4 separate regions of the Mus musculus genome follow, and all the other regions are linked to region 1. Evidence: chromatin contacts called from public promoter capture Hi-C data. All regions are on one chromosome and are shown on one strand. The core of a region is the stretch at or near the end of the contact, and the rest is flanking DNA. Distances in the headings are between cores, read along the strand shown. Region 1 holds the start of Rab8b (RAB8B, member RAS oncogene family). Region 2 holds the start of Pif1 (PIF1 5'-to-3' DNA helicase). Region 3 holds the start of Pdcd7 (programmed cell death 7). Region 4 holds the start of Pclaf (PCNA clamp associated factor).

The links. Promoter capture Hi-C pulls out the DNA fragments that hold promoters and counts their contacts.
Region 2: a promoter capture Hi-C map of pre-B cells shows a contact between it and region 1, with 5 times the contacts expected there. The contact joins the promoter of Pif1 here to the promoter of Rab8b in region 1. A contact is called at or near these places in 3 of 39 promoter capture datasets (erythroid cells, liver and pre-B cells) and 1 of 115 datasets of contacts at active chromatin or transcription factors (T-cell acute lymphoblastic leukemia).
Region 3: a contact with region 1 is called in a promoter capture Hi-C map of pre-B cells, with 5 times the contacts expected there. The contact joins the promoter of Pdcd7 here to the promoter of Rab8b in region 1. A contact is called at or near these places in 3 of 39 promoter capture datasets (erythroid cells, liver and pre-B cells) and 1 of 9 other capture datasets (liver).
Region 4: a contact with region 1 is called in a promoter capture Hi-C map of pre-B cells, with 4 times the contacts expected there. The contact joins the promoter of Pclaf here to the promoter of Rab8b in region 1. A contact is called at or near these places in 3 of 39 promoter capture datasets (liver, pre-B cells and stem cell-derived epiblast-like cells), 1 of 484 Hi-C or Micro-C datasets (B cells) and 1 of 9 other capture datasets (liver).

Annotation. Positions count from the first base shown.
Region 1 is chr9:66,917,686-66,921,129 of GRCm38.p6, forward strand. It overlaps Rab8b (RAB8B, member RAS oncogene family), which reads right to left and starts at 2,020. Exons shown (of 8, transcript NM_173413.3): 1 at 1,825-2,020. The coding sequence starts at 1,948.
Region 2 is chr9:65,585,810-65,589,278 of GRCm38.p6, forward strand. Pif1 (PIF1 5'-to-3' DNA helicase) reads left to right here and starts at 1,365. Exons shown (of 12, transcript NM_172453.5): 1 at 1,365-2,585; 2 at 3,196-3,328; 3 at 3,406-3,469. The coding sequence starts at 2,040.
Region 3 is chr9:65,344,585-65,348,006 of GRCm38.p6, forward strand. Pdcd7 (programmed cell death 7) reads left to right here and starts at 1,484. Exons shown (of 5, transcript NM_016688.2): 1 at 1,484-2,424. The coding sequence starts at 1,558.
Region 4 is chr9:65,888,397-65,892,187 of GRCm38.p6, forward strand. It overlaps Pclaf (PCNA clamp associated factor), which reads left to right and starts at 1,927. Exons shown (of 4, transcript NM_026515.2): 1 at 1,927-2,078; 2 at 2,336-2,413. The coding sequence starts at 2,033. The region is part of intron 1 of Trip4 (thyroid hormone receptor interactor 4); the gene reads right to left.

The DNA.
Region 1 (3,444 bases), core at 770-3,269:
AGAACTCGCAACTCAAACTTCCTTCAGCCCAGATATCACAACACCCAAATTTCCATTCAGTCTGTAGGAAAAAAAAAAATCAGAATAAACCATGGAGACTCTTTACCAATACTTACACTGGAAAGTGCTCGATACCTACTTTTAAAATGTCACCTATTTTCAAATGCCACAAATATTTAAACACGGATTTTGTTTTGTTTTTAATTCAAGGTTTTTTTCCTGCATAAATGTATGTACACCATGTAAATGTCTAGTCCCCACGGAGGCCAGAAGAGGGTGTTGTATTCCATTAGAATTACAGGCAGTATGAGGTGCCAAGTGAGTGCTATGAACCAAACCTGGGTCCTCTGTAAGAGCAGCAAATCCTCCTAACCACCATAGCAACTTTCCAGCCCCTTTGACATACTTATTGTCAACACACTAGTTCCCCATTACTTGTGGATCACCTGGAAAGCCATTTGAAAAATGCTTTAAATAAGCTAGTATTAGAGGCCAGACAACCAAAAAGCTGATGAGTGAGTGGGCCACTGGACTGCAGCTATTTAACAAAGGAAATAATGTTAAGGTCATCCTACTGAAGGTTTAAAAGCAGTTTTGATGTGTTCTTCAGTTTACAACTTAAAGATCCTGTTTACCTGCACACAATGTCTTTTACTGAAGATACAAGAGCAGCTCCCAGTGAAGAGTGAGAAATTTTTTTCTTGAGTCAATTAGAAGTAATTGGGAAATATACAGTATGTTATGATTCACCTACAAAGTAATTAGAATCAAAGGAAACTACACAGGGAGGCAGGCGGAATGTACAGTCAATCACTTGGCTTGGATGTTACCAACTACACGAGCTCAAGAATTTACAAAGTTGAGAAACTTACTGCTGCTTCCCAAGACACGGAATAAGGCGGTGAACAATAAATTTCTTCTAACCACATCATCTCCCAAAGTCCCCAGCCCCTTTAATTCCTATAAACACTCAAAAGATTTTTAACACCCCGTAGACATTACTCCATCATTAGTCACTTTTTAAATCTCGATTCAAAGATGTCAAGAGAAAATGGAAACCAGCGTTCCCAGTTACTAGGGAAAGTCCTGAGCCCCGCGTTTTCCATTTCCTCTCTGATCTCTCAACCCCTGCACTGCATCCCCTGCTTCCCCTTCTCCTTTCTAGTTAACACTCAGCTCGCCTTCACTTTCTCCACCAAGTAGCCTCAAGTCGCCCTCGGGTCCTCCTGAGTCCTTCTCCCACCTACAATCTTCTGCATTTTCTCTTGGCATCTCTGTTCACACCTTTAGAGTCAATGTCGTTTTATCGCTTGCCTCCTGATCATTCAGTCAGTCATTCCCCTCAATTCCCTGTTGACCGCCTCCTAGTCTCACTTCTCTTGTCCCTGGTGTCCTCTGCCCCTTTACTTCATTTGAAGCCCCTCTTTGAGTCCTCAAACCTTCATTTCCCTCTTCACATTTCCTTCCTCTTTCCTGTCTTTCTAACCCACGTTCGTATTCACTCTCCCTCCCCTCCTTCTCTTTCCGTACGATTTCCTGTGTTCCCCCGACTCCGTCCCTCTGGGACGCCGCTGCCGCCGCCGCCCCGGAGCCCCCTCGTGTCCCCAACACCCCTGGTTTCCGATTGCTCCGGTTCCCTTTCGTCCGTCCGCAGTTCCGCATCCCCATCCGTCCCTTTCAGCCTCTCCGGCTCTCACTGCCCTCTCCGCGGCCCTTCGGGGTCCCCTTCTCCGGTCGCCAAGCCCTCGCGTGCCCTCTCCCAGGCCCCCAGGCACCCGCCCCCCTCGTCTCAGCTCCCGTCCCGGGCCGCGGCCGCTCCCTCACCGATGGTGGAGATAAAGGTGGTGTTGAAGGCGTCCTCTGAGAAGCGGAACAGGAGGCAGGTCTTGCCAACGCCGGAGTCGCCGATGAGCAGCAGCTTGAACAGATAATCGTACGTCTTCGCCATCTTCTCACTCCGGCCCTCTCTGACCGCCAAGAGCAAGGAGGCGGTGGAAAGCAGCGCGGAGGGGGGGCCTCTGGCGAGGGGGCGTGTCTGCCAAGCCACCCGCGCCCCGCCCCGCCTCTCGCCCCACCCTCTTGAGGCGACAGGCTCGCTCCTCCCCGTCCCAGCCAATCTGCCCGCGCCTTGTCATCACCCTCCGCCCCGCGAGGCTTTATGGGATTTGTAGTACTCTGGGAGAGCCGCGGGCGTGCCTCGCCCAAACTGTCCGAACAACCTCCCTGGATAACAAATCTGAGTGATGTAGGGTGGTGTGTTAAGACTTTCCATCCTTACAGGGAAAAGACGCTTCGTTTCAAACTCCTCTTCTTTTGCCAAGGGAACTTGACTTTGTTGTTTCTTTGTTTATGGGCATCTTTCAAATCCAAGACCTCGGAATCTAAGTCCTGCAGTTCGCTCATCTACTTGCCTGAACCCGGAGCTCGGCAAGCTTTCTTTGGAGATGCAAAGGTTCACGAAGTCTGTGAATTAGCTGCAGAGTATTACCCAGCCTCTCCCGTTCCCGCCCATTTCCTAGGCCCCCTTCCACAGCCCTTCAATTATAGAGCTCAAGGAGTGATGTTAGCGGGCTAATTTCATTCCCACTTGTGCCTTCTGAACTACAGGCCACAGCCAAATGCGATGATCATTTTAGAGGCTCTGCTTCATAGATACCGCCTCGCGCACCGCGGGAGGATGAATTCTTGAGAAAGAAAGAAAGAAAGAGAGAGAGAGAGAGAGAGAGAGGGAGGGAGGGAGGGAGGGAGGGAGGGAGGGAGGGAGGGAGAGAGAGAGAGAGAGAGAGAGAGAGAGAGAGAGAGAGAGAGAGAAAGAAAGAAAGAAAGAGAGGAGAGGGGAGAGAGGGGAGAGAGGGAGAAGAGAAGAGAAGAGAAGAGAAGATAAGATAAGAGAAGAGAAGAGAAGAGAAGAGAAGAGAAGAGAAGAGAAGAGAAGAAAGATGTGGGAAGGCTTGTGCTACGAACAGCTTATAAAATAGCGCCACCTGAGACAGGTGACGGGAACTTTGGCCATAGAAGATGTAGAGATTTAGATTTGGATTTAGTCTTTGCTAAGCCACTTCACAGCTGTGTGAAGTCTCACAGGCTTGACACGTCTCAGTTTTCTCATCTGTAAAGACGAATGAAAAACAAACTACTTCATAGGTTGTAGTGAAAATTAAATACTGAGTGTGAAAGCACTTTGAAACTTGGTAAGGTGCTGTGAAGTGTAGGTGTTAGTTGCGTTTAAATTTATCACTCCTCAGGAGGCTTTCAATTAATGGGTGGCAAAAGGAAGGGAGGAAATAGCACTTTGATGTATTCAATTCAAGCCTTCATTATTTATTACCCTAGACTAATTCTTTATTGTTCAGTGCTCTTTTATCTGCAAGTGGCAGAAACCCAGCCAGATCAAGCCCCTGTGAGACAAGGGTTTACTATCCAGATCATGAGGAAGGAGTGGCT
Region 2 (3,469 bases), core at 115-2,614, 1.3 Mb before region 1:
ACATTTTCAGGATTAGAGAGATGGCTCAGCAGTAAAGAGCACACATGGGTCTTGCAGAGATCTCCAAGTCCCAGACCCCACGTGGTGGTTCACAAGCATCAGTTTCAGGAGGTTCAACAGGCACACAAGTGGAGCACATGCAGGCAAAACATTCATACACATAAAGTAAAATAATTCTTAACAATTCTTATAATTCTTATTTTGAATATCAAATTTGAGGGCTGTACACTCTGATCCTCAGCGCTGACTGGCCACAGTGGTAGATGCATGGAATTGTAACATTTAGGTGGAGGCAGAAAGATCAGAAACTCAATGTTATGTCCCTGAGAGTAGCAACTTAGAGATATTTGAGGCTAGCCTTGGATATATGATATCTTGGAGGGAAGAGGGGGAGGGGAAAGAAAGAAGAAAGAAAGAAAGAATGAATGAATTTAGTTTGTAGTGGCTATTATTATCTGTAAAATGAGGTGACTGGACCCACCCAGAAGATCCCTTCCAGCTATGTAATTTCAAACTTCAGTGAAGGAAAAATAATAATTAAAAGTAAGTTTTCAAAGCTGGATCTTGTCAAGTGCTTATAGTCACAGCTATTTAGGGAGCTGAAGGAGGATCCCTTAAGGCCAGGAATTTTTAAAACCAGCCTACACGGATTTCTGAGTTCGAGGCCAGCCTGGTCTACAAAGTGAGTTCCAGGACAGCCAAGGCTACACAGAGAAACCCTGTCTCGAAAAACCAAAAAAAAAAAAAAAAAAAAAAAAAAAAGCCTATAAAATGTAACAAGGCCCCAACTGAAAAAGATAAATTCTCGGAGTGGTCAAAGCAACCAGAGGAGTAAGAATTCCCTGAGAACAAGGACTAACTGGCTTCCTTTATAACCACTGGACATCTGTAGTCTCAGCAGGGTAAAAGACAAGGGGGCAGAGAAGGGCAAAGAATTAGGGAACAGGGAAGCGGACTTGGCTGGCCCAGGGAATGACCTGAACAGGAGCCAGTGGTTCGTTCTGTGGGTGGGAACAGGGTCTCCCCAAAGCCAAGCACAGTCATGTGGTGGTGGTAGAATGAGAAAAGCAGACAGCGTAAATTGAAGGGTTCTCAAATCTTTAGAGCCGCCTTGGGTAACAATACGCCACGCGCCACGGAGCCGCAGCCCCATCCCTACCCCACCACGCCCACTCGTGGAACTCTAAAACGCACCCAAGACCAAACACAAAAAGCCTGCTTCTGGTTAACTGTCCTCAGAGAGTTGGAAAGACGAAGAAACGCCGGCCCGTAGACACGCCCCCGCCCCTGTCCCTGATTGGCTAGAGAATTTAAAGACCAGGCCGGTGATAGGGTGGTTTTTCTATTCCTAGTATTTGAATGTTCTTCCTGCTGAAGCTTTCTGCCGGCCGGTTCAGATCAGCTTTTTCATCTGAAAGCAACGAGTCTATCGGATCCTTGAGGTGGGAGGCAAAGAACGCGATTATTTTAGTGATCCTCGCTGGGAGAGGTACAGATTCGTGGGTCAGACGGAGGGACAATGGATTCCTGGGCCTGGAGGTTCCAGACATTCCCTAATCATTTACCCTTTCCAAAGCACTGGAACCACACTGACCCTGATACCTACTAATTGGTTATTGAAGGGGGTGTGCAAGTCTCAGCCTGTTTTCACTTCCAGCCAGTCTCTTTCCCATCGCCCAACGTGTGATTATTGTTCTGCTTCCTGGGTAGAAGTCCCTAACGAGTCCCCTGTTGGCCTGGGTGAGTCTCCTCAACAAGCTTCTTTTCTGAGCAGGAACACCTTTCTAATGTGGACATTGCAGGACAATCGCTCGCGAATCCTAAGTGCATGTGACCCCACCTTCCAGCAGCAGAGGACGTTTCTCCTCGCTCCAGAGTGCTTGGAATATCTTGGTGGCACCTTCTGTTACCAGTGACAACCTGTTGACACTAAGAGGTCTGGACAGGATTTCCCGTCACCGCAGCCATACCACCTATTACATCTCGATTTTCTGTGACTTATGCGCTCCGGTCTCTGCACGCCTGCAGAGGCATTGGAGATGCCTTCTAGCACAGAGGCGGCGACCGATGAATGTGACGATGCGGAGCTCCGGTGCCGGGTAGCCGTGGAGGAGCTGAGTCCTGGAGGGCAACCTCGCAAGCGCCAGGCCCTGCGCGCCGCAGAGCTGAGCCTAGGTCGAAACGAACGACGTGAGTTAATGCTGCGACTGCAGGCACCGGGACCCACGGGGCGGCCACGCTGTTTCCCGCTACGCGCCGTGCGCCTCTTCACCCGCTTCGCTGCGACTGGGCGCAGCACGTTGCGGCTCCCCACCGATGGAGTCCCTGGAGCTGGCTCAGTGCAACTGCTCCTCTCCGACTGTCCCCCGGAGCGCTTGCGCCGCTTCCTGCGCACGCTGCGCCTGAAGCTGGCGGTTGCCCCTGGGCCGGGACCCGCCTCTGCCCGCGCACAGTTGCTCGGCCCGCGGCCCCGAGACTTTGTCACCATCAGTCCAGTGCAGCCAGAGGAACTGCAGCGTGCTGCAGCCACCAAGGCTCCAGATTCTGCGCTGGAAAAGCGGCCAATGGAATCCCAGACTAGTACGGTGAGAACCAAAAAGGGAGTGTGGGCGAGCTATTATTGAGGATCGAAGAAACCCTGGAGGCCCAAGGTTGGGGGAAGATAGTCAGGAGTATTAAGGAGACAGCTGGTGATTTGAAATGCCCATCGTACCTTATTTGAATATGATGGTGAGGTGTAAATCATCCATGCTTACCCACCAGTAAGTCCCAAGATTAGATAAGCTGAGAACAGGAAACTAGGATCCTGGCCACATCCAAAGAAATAGCGGCGGAGGAGACAAGACAAAAACTTAGAGGAAAGAACGGGTATTAAGTCCCAGAAGAGAGGAACTTTGGGAAATAATAGAAAGGGATCAGGGGCAGGCAATCGTCCAATCACCTGAGGAGAAAACCATCAGGTGGATCTGACGGAGCTTTTAGATTCGATCGGGTGTGGTCACCAATCTAAGATGCCTGACACTGAACTGATGAAAAGCCAGAAATGAAGTCTGGTATCTGTCGGGACTAAGTTCGGATGACCCAAGCCTGCTCAAAGTTCCAAGTGACGTCAAGAGCACAGCAAAGGGCTGTTTTGCAGTGCATACAGACCAAGCAGCATGGCAGGAGGTTCTGACACAGCCCTGTTCCTCCCAGGAAGCTCCAAGGTGGCCCCTGCCTGTGAAGAAGCTGCGCATGCCCTCCACCAAACCGAAGCTTTCTGAAGAGCAGGCCGCTGTGCTGAGGATGGTTCTGAAAGGCCAGAGCATTTTCTTCACTGGGAGCGCAGGTAATAGAGCAGGAATAAGGTGGTGGGCAGCCCTAGGGGGGAGCAGGCAGGCAACTCTGACTTTGCCTACTACCCAGGGACAGGAAAGTCCTACCTGCTGAAACATATCCTGGGTTCCCTGCCCCCTACTGGTACTGTGGC
Region 3 (3,422 bases), core at 234-2,733, 1.6 Mb before region 1:
TCGCTATGCTGAATTCCACACCCCTAAGCTCCTTACCCCATAAAAACCCCTAGCTTTCGAGCCTGTGGCCAACATCCGTTATCTCCTGTGTGGGATGCATGTTGGTCCGGAACCCCATCATTAAACTACCTTGTGTGTTTACATCAAAGACGGTCTATTCGTGATTTTTTGGGTTTTGGGTGCACACCAAATCGGGAATTGAGTGGGGGTTTCCCCACTAGGTTCTATCAATATGACATATGGACACTGTAACATCTATCTCTCCAAGACCACCTAGCTTCTCTTTGTGTTTCTGTGTTTTACACCCTGCATTCTTTCGACCCCCAGCAGACATACTGCAAATCACTAGTACCTGCTGCTTCCATCCTGTGTTCCTCTCATAACTTTTTGTTGTCTTTCAGATCTTAGCCGGAGCTTCAGACCGTGTCTCTAGTCCCTCTAGAACGTTAACAATCATCAGGATTTCTGAATTCAAGACTGAATTGGAGAGGCCAAACCTACTCCATCTTGGGACCAGCCTCCATCTTCAAGAAAAGAAAAAAGCAGAACTCAAGCTGCACCAAAATACCAGAAAGGACCCCATGGCTTGTCCTTGGCCAGAGTTAATCCCTAGCTACTTCCTAGCAACAGTTAATCAAAGATTAGTTTGATTGTTTCAGATGTACTTTCAAACTGTTTGTGATCAAATGCACGATTCAGGGCACCCAACTATTGGCTTATAGTCATTCTATTAGATGCTTGCCAGACTGGACAACCCCTCCCTCGCTTTGAAAGAACCTAGTGGGGAAACCCCCACTCAATTTCCATTCGGAGCGCACCCAAGAATCACGAACAGACAACCATCTTGATGTAAAAGCATGAGGTAGTTTAATGACGGAGCTCCGGGCCGACATATATCTCCCTCAGGAGACAGAGGTGTCGACCACATGGTGGAGCCATAATGGCAGAGCTCCGGTTCGAAACGTATCTCACACAGGAGACAGTGGTTTCGACTCTGACGCTTGGAAGCTAGGGATTTTTATAGAAAAGGGATGGGGCTGGGGGAGGAATTGGCGAGGTTTCACATGATTGGTTCATTTAAACATCAACAGACTGTCAGAAGGGCGGGAGATAGGGGGGCATGTCCTGGCCTGTTCTGCTATGTTCTCAGCCCCAGGTTTCAAAGCTCACAAACAACTCTTTGGGCTATTTGACATAAATTACATGAATCACATGTCTCAAGTTTTATTTCCTTTCAGCTTTTATTTTTCTATAAAAACTTGTTCTACTGAGGGTTCAGGGCTGCTCCGCCTTCTCTTTCTGTCCTGCTGTGTTAAGGTCGATTTGGAGGAGAGCCCGAGCCTGAGCCCGAAATAAACCCTAACATCGGAGACGGATCCTTGGTGGTTTGGGAAGGTTCAAGCTTCCTGGCACGACAAACCAAGGTCCTGCACTACGCCTCGCTTCCGGGAAGTGAGTCAAGCACCGGTCGCACGTTATACACGTCACTTCCTCCTGGAACCCGGATAAAGAAGTTCCCAGATTACTGTCACTGCTCCCAACCGCTGCACTACAGACATGGCTCTGCCACCTTTTTTCGCCCAGAGCCGTCAGGGACCTCCCCCTCCGCAGCCACCGCCTTCCGCTCCATTCGGCTGTCCGCCCCCGCCGCTGCCCTCTCCGGCTTTCCCGCCGCCCCTTCCCCAGCGACCCGGCCCCTTCCCGGGGGCTTCCGCCCCCTTCCTCCAGCCTCCGCTGGCCCTGCAGCCCCGCGCGCCAGCCGAGGCCTCCCGCGGCGGTGGCGGTGGCGGCGCCTTCTTCCCGGTGCCACCCCCACCGCTGCCGCCGCCGCCGCCGCAGTGCCGGCCCTTCCCGGGGCCCGACGCCGTCGAGCGTCCACGGCCACCGCCTCCAGGTCCCGGGCCGCCCTGGAGCCCGCGCTGGGCGGAGGCGCCGCCGCCGCCCGACGTGCTCGGAGACGCGGCCCTGCAGCGCCTGCGTGATCGGCAGTGGCTGGAGGCGGTGTTCGGGAACCCCCGGCGGCCCGGTGGCCTCCGGACCCCGCGCACACCCGCCGGGCCCAGCCTGGGTGAAGTCCGCGCGCGGTTGCGTTCCGCTTTGCGTTTGGTGCGGCGGCTACGCAGCTTGGGGCAGTCCCTGCGCGAGGCTGAGGCCGACGGAGCAGCCTGGGCCTCCCTGCACGCTCAGGCGGCGCCACTACGAGCGGAGCTAGCGGAGCGGCTGCAGCCGCTGGCCCAGGCCGCCTATGTGGGCGAGGCGCGACGGAGGCTGGAGAGGGTCCGGCGCCGCCGGCTGCGGCTTCGTGAGAGGGCCCGGGATCGGGAGGCTGAGCGGGAGGCGGAGGCCGCGCAGGCCACGGAACGGGAGCAGGAGATTGACCGCTGGAGGGTGAAGTGCGTGCAGGAAGTGGAGGAAAAGAAGCGGGTGAGAACCAGTATGCGCTCGGTGGTTGGAGCTGTGGTGTCTGGAACTCGAATCTGCGTGCTAGTTAACTTGTATGCTTATCCGCGAAAGCTAGCCTTTGCCACTTCTTTGCTCTGTATTCCTTGTTGACGATGTGTGGTGCATAAAACTCTAGAATTTGGACTATAAAGTCCCTTAAACACGCGACAGGTTTACACTGGTGCATTTCTGGGAGGACACACCTCTTGTGTCCTGCTTCAAAGTTGGATCCACTTACTGAAGATGCAGAGCAGTATCTTTTATACTGTCCTAAAGCATGCAAATGTAGAGGACTTGGACCACACCTAGAAACCTTTATAACATAATTGGCTGATGAGGTTGATAATAGTTCTCTCCCGGGTTCATTTGTTTTGGTTTGATACTATGAATACCAGTGTATCCGGTGGAGTGGGTCTGTCTGGATCAGGTGTTTCCAGGTACTTGGCCTCTTACTCAAATGATTGAATTAAGGACTCACACAAAATTGTAAAAATAGCAGGAAAACTATATTCAAAAACAATGCAGTAAGTAGCAAGTGCAGATTAGAAAGGAAAACACTGTCAACAGATTGGCAGCCACAAGGCCCATGAGATACTCCGGTTATTTTTGGAGAGTGTGCATAGCCCGGTCCCACTGGTCTCTCAGGTTGCTGTGCTGTTTTGTCCATGCCTTCCTTACCCCTGTTCAGTACTCATATCTATAGTAGACACTACACTAGTGTCCTGCACACAATCCCGAGGAATTCATTACCCTAATTTTACAGACTGAGACTTAAAGCAGCTAACTTGACAGCAGTCACACAAGCCTGTATACCAATATTACCTCAGATTTAGTCCCAAGTTGTATGACTTCAAAGCTTGTCTGTCTCATGTTCTTCAGTAGAACCCGGGAGAAAGTAGGATTTGCCAAGTGTAGGTTGAAGACATCCTCATTTCCTTTGAATGCTATTACTATTGTTATTGTTGTTTCAGAGTTATTTA
Region 4 (3,791 bases), core at 677-3,176, 1.0 Mb before region 1:
GAGAGCAGGGGCAAATAGAAGGAGTGGGGTCGTTTGACCAGGGTGAGGAGAGGCCCTGAATTCAATTCCCAGCAACCATCTGTACAGCTACAGTGTACTCACATACATAAAATAAATAAATCTTTAAAAAAGAAAAACAAAAACTGAAAAGAAACACTTCATTTTCATGAGGGTGAATGACAAGAATGGAATGTCTGTTGATTGACTTGTTGATTTTATGTGAGAATTTGGCAGTAATTTAACACTCCAGAGTAAGATAAACTACAGGCAATTGCTAAGATTATAATGTTAATTTAATGACTGCCTAAACCTTTTCATTATTTTCACTTGAGTTGTTTGTCTAGTTGTTTGGTTGTTCCATTTTCTTTTCTTTGTGTAGCCTTTGCCTTCCTGGAGCTGATTCTGTAGAGTTCCAGGACAGCCTTGATTCACCTGCCTTTGCCTCCTGAGGGTTGGGATTGAAGGCCTGCACCACAGCCTGGCTCCTTTTTTCTTGATGATTTATTTTATGTGCATTGATTCCCATCTTGCCTGAGTGTGTCTGTGTCAATGTGTCAGATCCCCTGGAGCTGGAGTTACAAACAGTTGTGAGCTGATATGGAGGTGCTAGGAATTGAACCTGTGTACTCCAGGGTCCCTGGAAGAGTAGCCAGTTCTCTTAACTGCTGAGTTACCTCTCCAGCTCCTGTTTTTTCGGTCTAGCTCTTTCCTTTCCTTCCTTCCTTTCTTTTTTTAAATAAACGATTTATTTTAATTTTATGTGTATTGGCATTTTGCCTGCCTGCATGTCTGTGTGAGGGTGCCAAGTCACTTGGAGCTTGGTTACTGCCATGAATGAACTGCCATGCTAGTGCTAGGAATTGAACTGGGTTCCTCTGAAAAAGCAGCAATACTCTCAACTACTGTGCCCCTTTTCTTTTCTTCCTTTCTATATTTTTTTCTTTTTTCTAAAATATTGTGATCTAGCCCAGACTGGCAAGGAACTCACAATTTCCCAGTCTCTCTGCCTCCTCAGGGCTGAGATTACAAGGTGCAGTAGGCCTGGCTTTAAAATCTTTAAATTGAATATACTATTAATTGTTGATTTGGTTAAGGCCCTGAATAGATTTCATTGCTGTTCAAGCATAATTCACTGCAGAAAAGTAGTTCTGTAACATGCTGAAGGGTCATCTTTTAAACAAGCATTAACAGACAGCATTCTGCAGCAAGCACATACGGTTTTGTTTCGTGCATGGCATTCAGAACAAACACAAATTCTTAGGAATATTGTAATTTGAAATATGGGTCAGACAATATGATCTCTTTTTTGCAGGGTTATCCTCACGTGGGTTGGTGCTGTGACCCTTTTACATTTGGCATTTAAAAAATTCTTTGGCCATGTTTTTTAAATTTTATTTACTTATTTTTATATGTGTATGGACAATTTGTCCTAATTTTTTGTCTCATGCGATCTGAAAACGGTTTTTAAAACACTGTAAACTAAATAAACTAAATTGAGTTTTCCTTTCTCCCGCCTCAGAAAGTTGTTTTAGAACACAGTAGGGTTCATCCTTAGGATACTAAACTTTAGTTATGATTTACATAGAAAAGTCCACTTAATTTTCACTTTCAGTGTTTAATTATCATGGATTTAACTCTGGTAACTTTTGAAGAAATTTTACAATCCCTATCTCTACTTGGTTTTATTTTGGCTAGTTCACAACCTATCTACCTCACCTCCATACTTCGTGCCCCCCTCTTCCCCCACCCAGAGTCCTAGCACCGCCTACCAGGGAGGTACAAATCACGACCACTGGGGCTGATGGACTGACTGGCCAGCAAAACCTTAAGTCTCGAGGCTGTCACTGCTGGACGCTGTCAATTGGTCCAGAGTGAAGGCGCGGAACCAATAAGAATCGAGGTTCTCAAGCGCTTGGAGCGCGCGGGAAAGAGACCCATTTAAACGGTGGCGGGAACATCATTTTCGGGTTCTTCTCTAATTGAGACATCTGCAGTTGGGGTGACGGTGAAAGTTGTCTCTTCTTGTGTGAACATGGTGCGGACCAAAGCAAACTACGTTCCAGGAGCCTACAGAAAAGGTAAATGATGCAGCGAGGTGGCAGGGGGTTCCCTAGGCAGCCTGTCCAGGGGTGGAGACGCCCATGGCTGCCTCCCATTGAGCAGCTAGAAGGCAGGCTCCCGGCCCTCACTGCTAATAAGCTGCAGAGAACAGGCAAGGTCGTTTGCTGCTGTTCATCTCCCTCCTCTTTACTGGCCTGGGACTGTTGTAGAACAAAGCTCGGGGATCCGAACCCTCCTGCCTTTTCTGAACGCCCCTATTTATCTCTCTCTGCAGCGGTGGCTTCTCAAGCCCCTAGGAAGGTGCTTGGCTCCTCCACCTTTGTCACCAATTCTTCAAGTTCGTCGAGAAAAGGTAGGAAGGGTCGTGGAAGCTTCTGAAGTAACACCCCGAGAGCATCAGGCCGGGCAAGGCAGTACTAACCTGTGTGGTCCTGACCCGCGGTGGATTTATTTTTACTTAGTTTCCTTCCTCTGGAATTTGTTTCCGTTGACATTCTCACACCTAAATTTCTTTCTCGCCCTCTAAGGGAGCCTTAGTCTTTCAGCAGGCTTGGATGGGGGTGAGGGTCCAATGGAAAATTCATGTCTTGGTGGTGAGGGGCAGTATATTTTTAAACTTTTTTTTTTCTTTTCTGAATGGTGTTTTAAAAATTGTTAACAGTTACTATTTTCTTGGAGGCTACTTAAGTGTCTCCTCATTAGATTTATGGTGATGATTGACTGTACTACCGCGTTTCCGGTTGGGGGATGTATGTGAGTGTCTGTTTGACCATGCATGCAATCTTTGGGAACTGAACCCTGGGCCTTCCTTGCCCATGTTGAACAAGTACCCTACCGCTGAGCTAACCACACTGCCCCAGATTGGTTTGCTTTTGTCTCTGCTTTTCCCTCCTCCTCTACTCCCCAGTTCTTCCCCTATCCGACCTTCCTTTTTAACTCTCTCCTCCCTTTTGTTCTCCCTCCTTCCCTCCCTTTTCCTTCTTCCAAGGTCTCATGTAGCCCAGGCTGGCCTCAACATTTTTATGTACAAAGAACACCTTTGAACTCCAGATCCTTCTGCCCTCCATCTCCCCACTGCTGGAATAACACACACACACACACACACACACGTTCTCATGTAATTCAGGGTAGCCCCAAACTTGTTACGTAGCTAAAGCTGGCCTTCAACTTCTGATCTCTCTGTCTTTAAGATCTTCAATTTAGGGGATTAGCAGGTCAAACTTGGGTTTCCAGGATTGTAGGTGAGATTCACCATTCTCCTGTTATATTTTTTAAAGGGGCAATTTTCTCTGAATTTTGATTTTACATTCCTATATTAAAATATAACCAGGAATGGTATTTTTCTTATGCAAAGGAGCCAGCAGCTTTGAAAAGTAGGATTTACTCTTATAGAAAGCTTAACATTTCCCCTTCCCCAGGTATTGGGGATTGAATCTATGGCCTTGGGCATTTCAGGCAGAGTCCATTGCTGAACTGTGTTCTTAGCTCTATCTGTAATGGGGAGAGGGCTTGGGATTGGAGTTTCAGTAACCTGCCTGCGTTGGCTTTGTGCTTGCTTGGTAATACACGCAGGTTTTGAACTTTGGATCCTTCTGCTTTGTCCTCCCAAGTAGCTGAGCTTATAGGCCTCTGCCACTAGCCTGGCTCACAGTGTATATATTTTTTAACTAAATAACCTAATCGTTCTAAGAAACATACCTGAGTAGTAGGGCACTTGCCTAGCACATGAT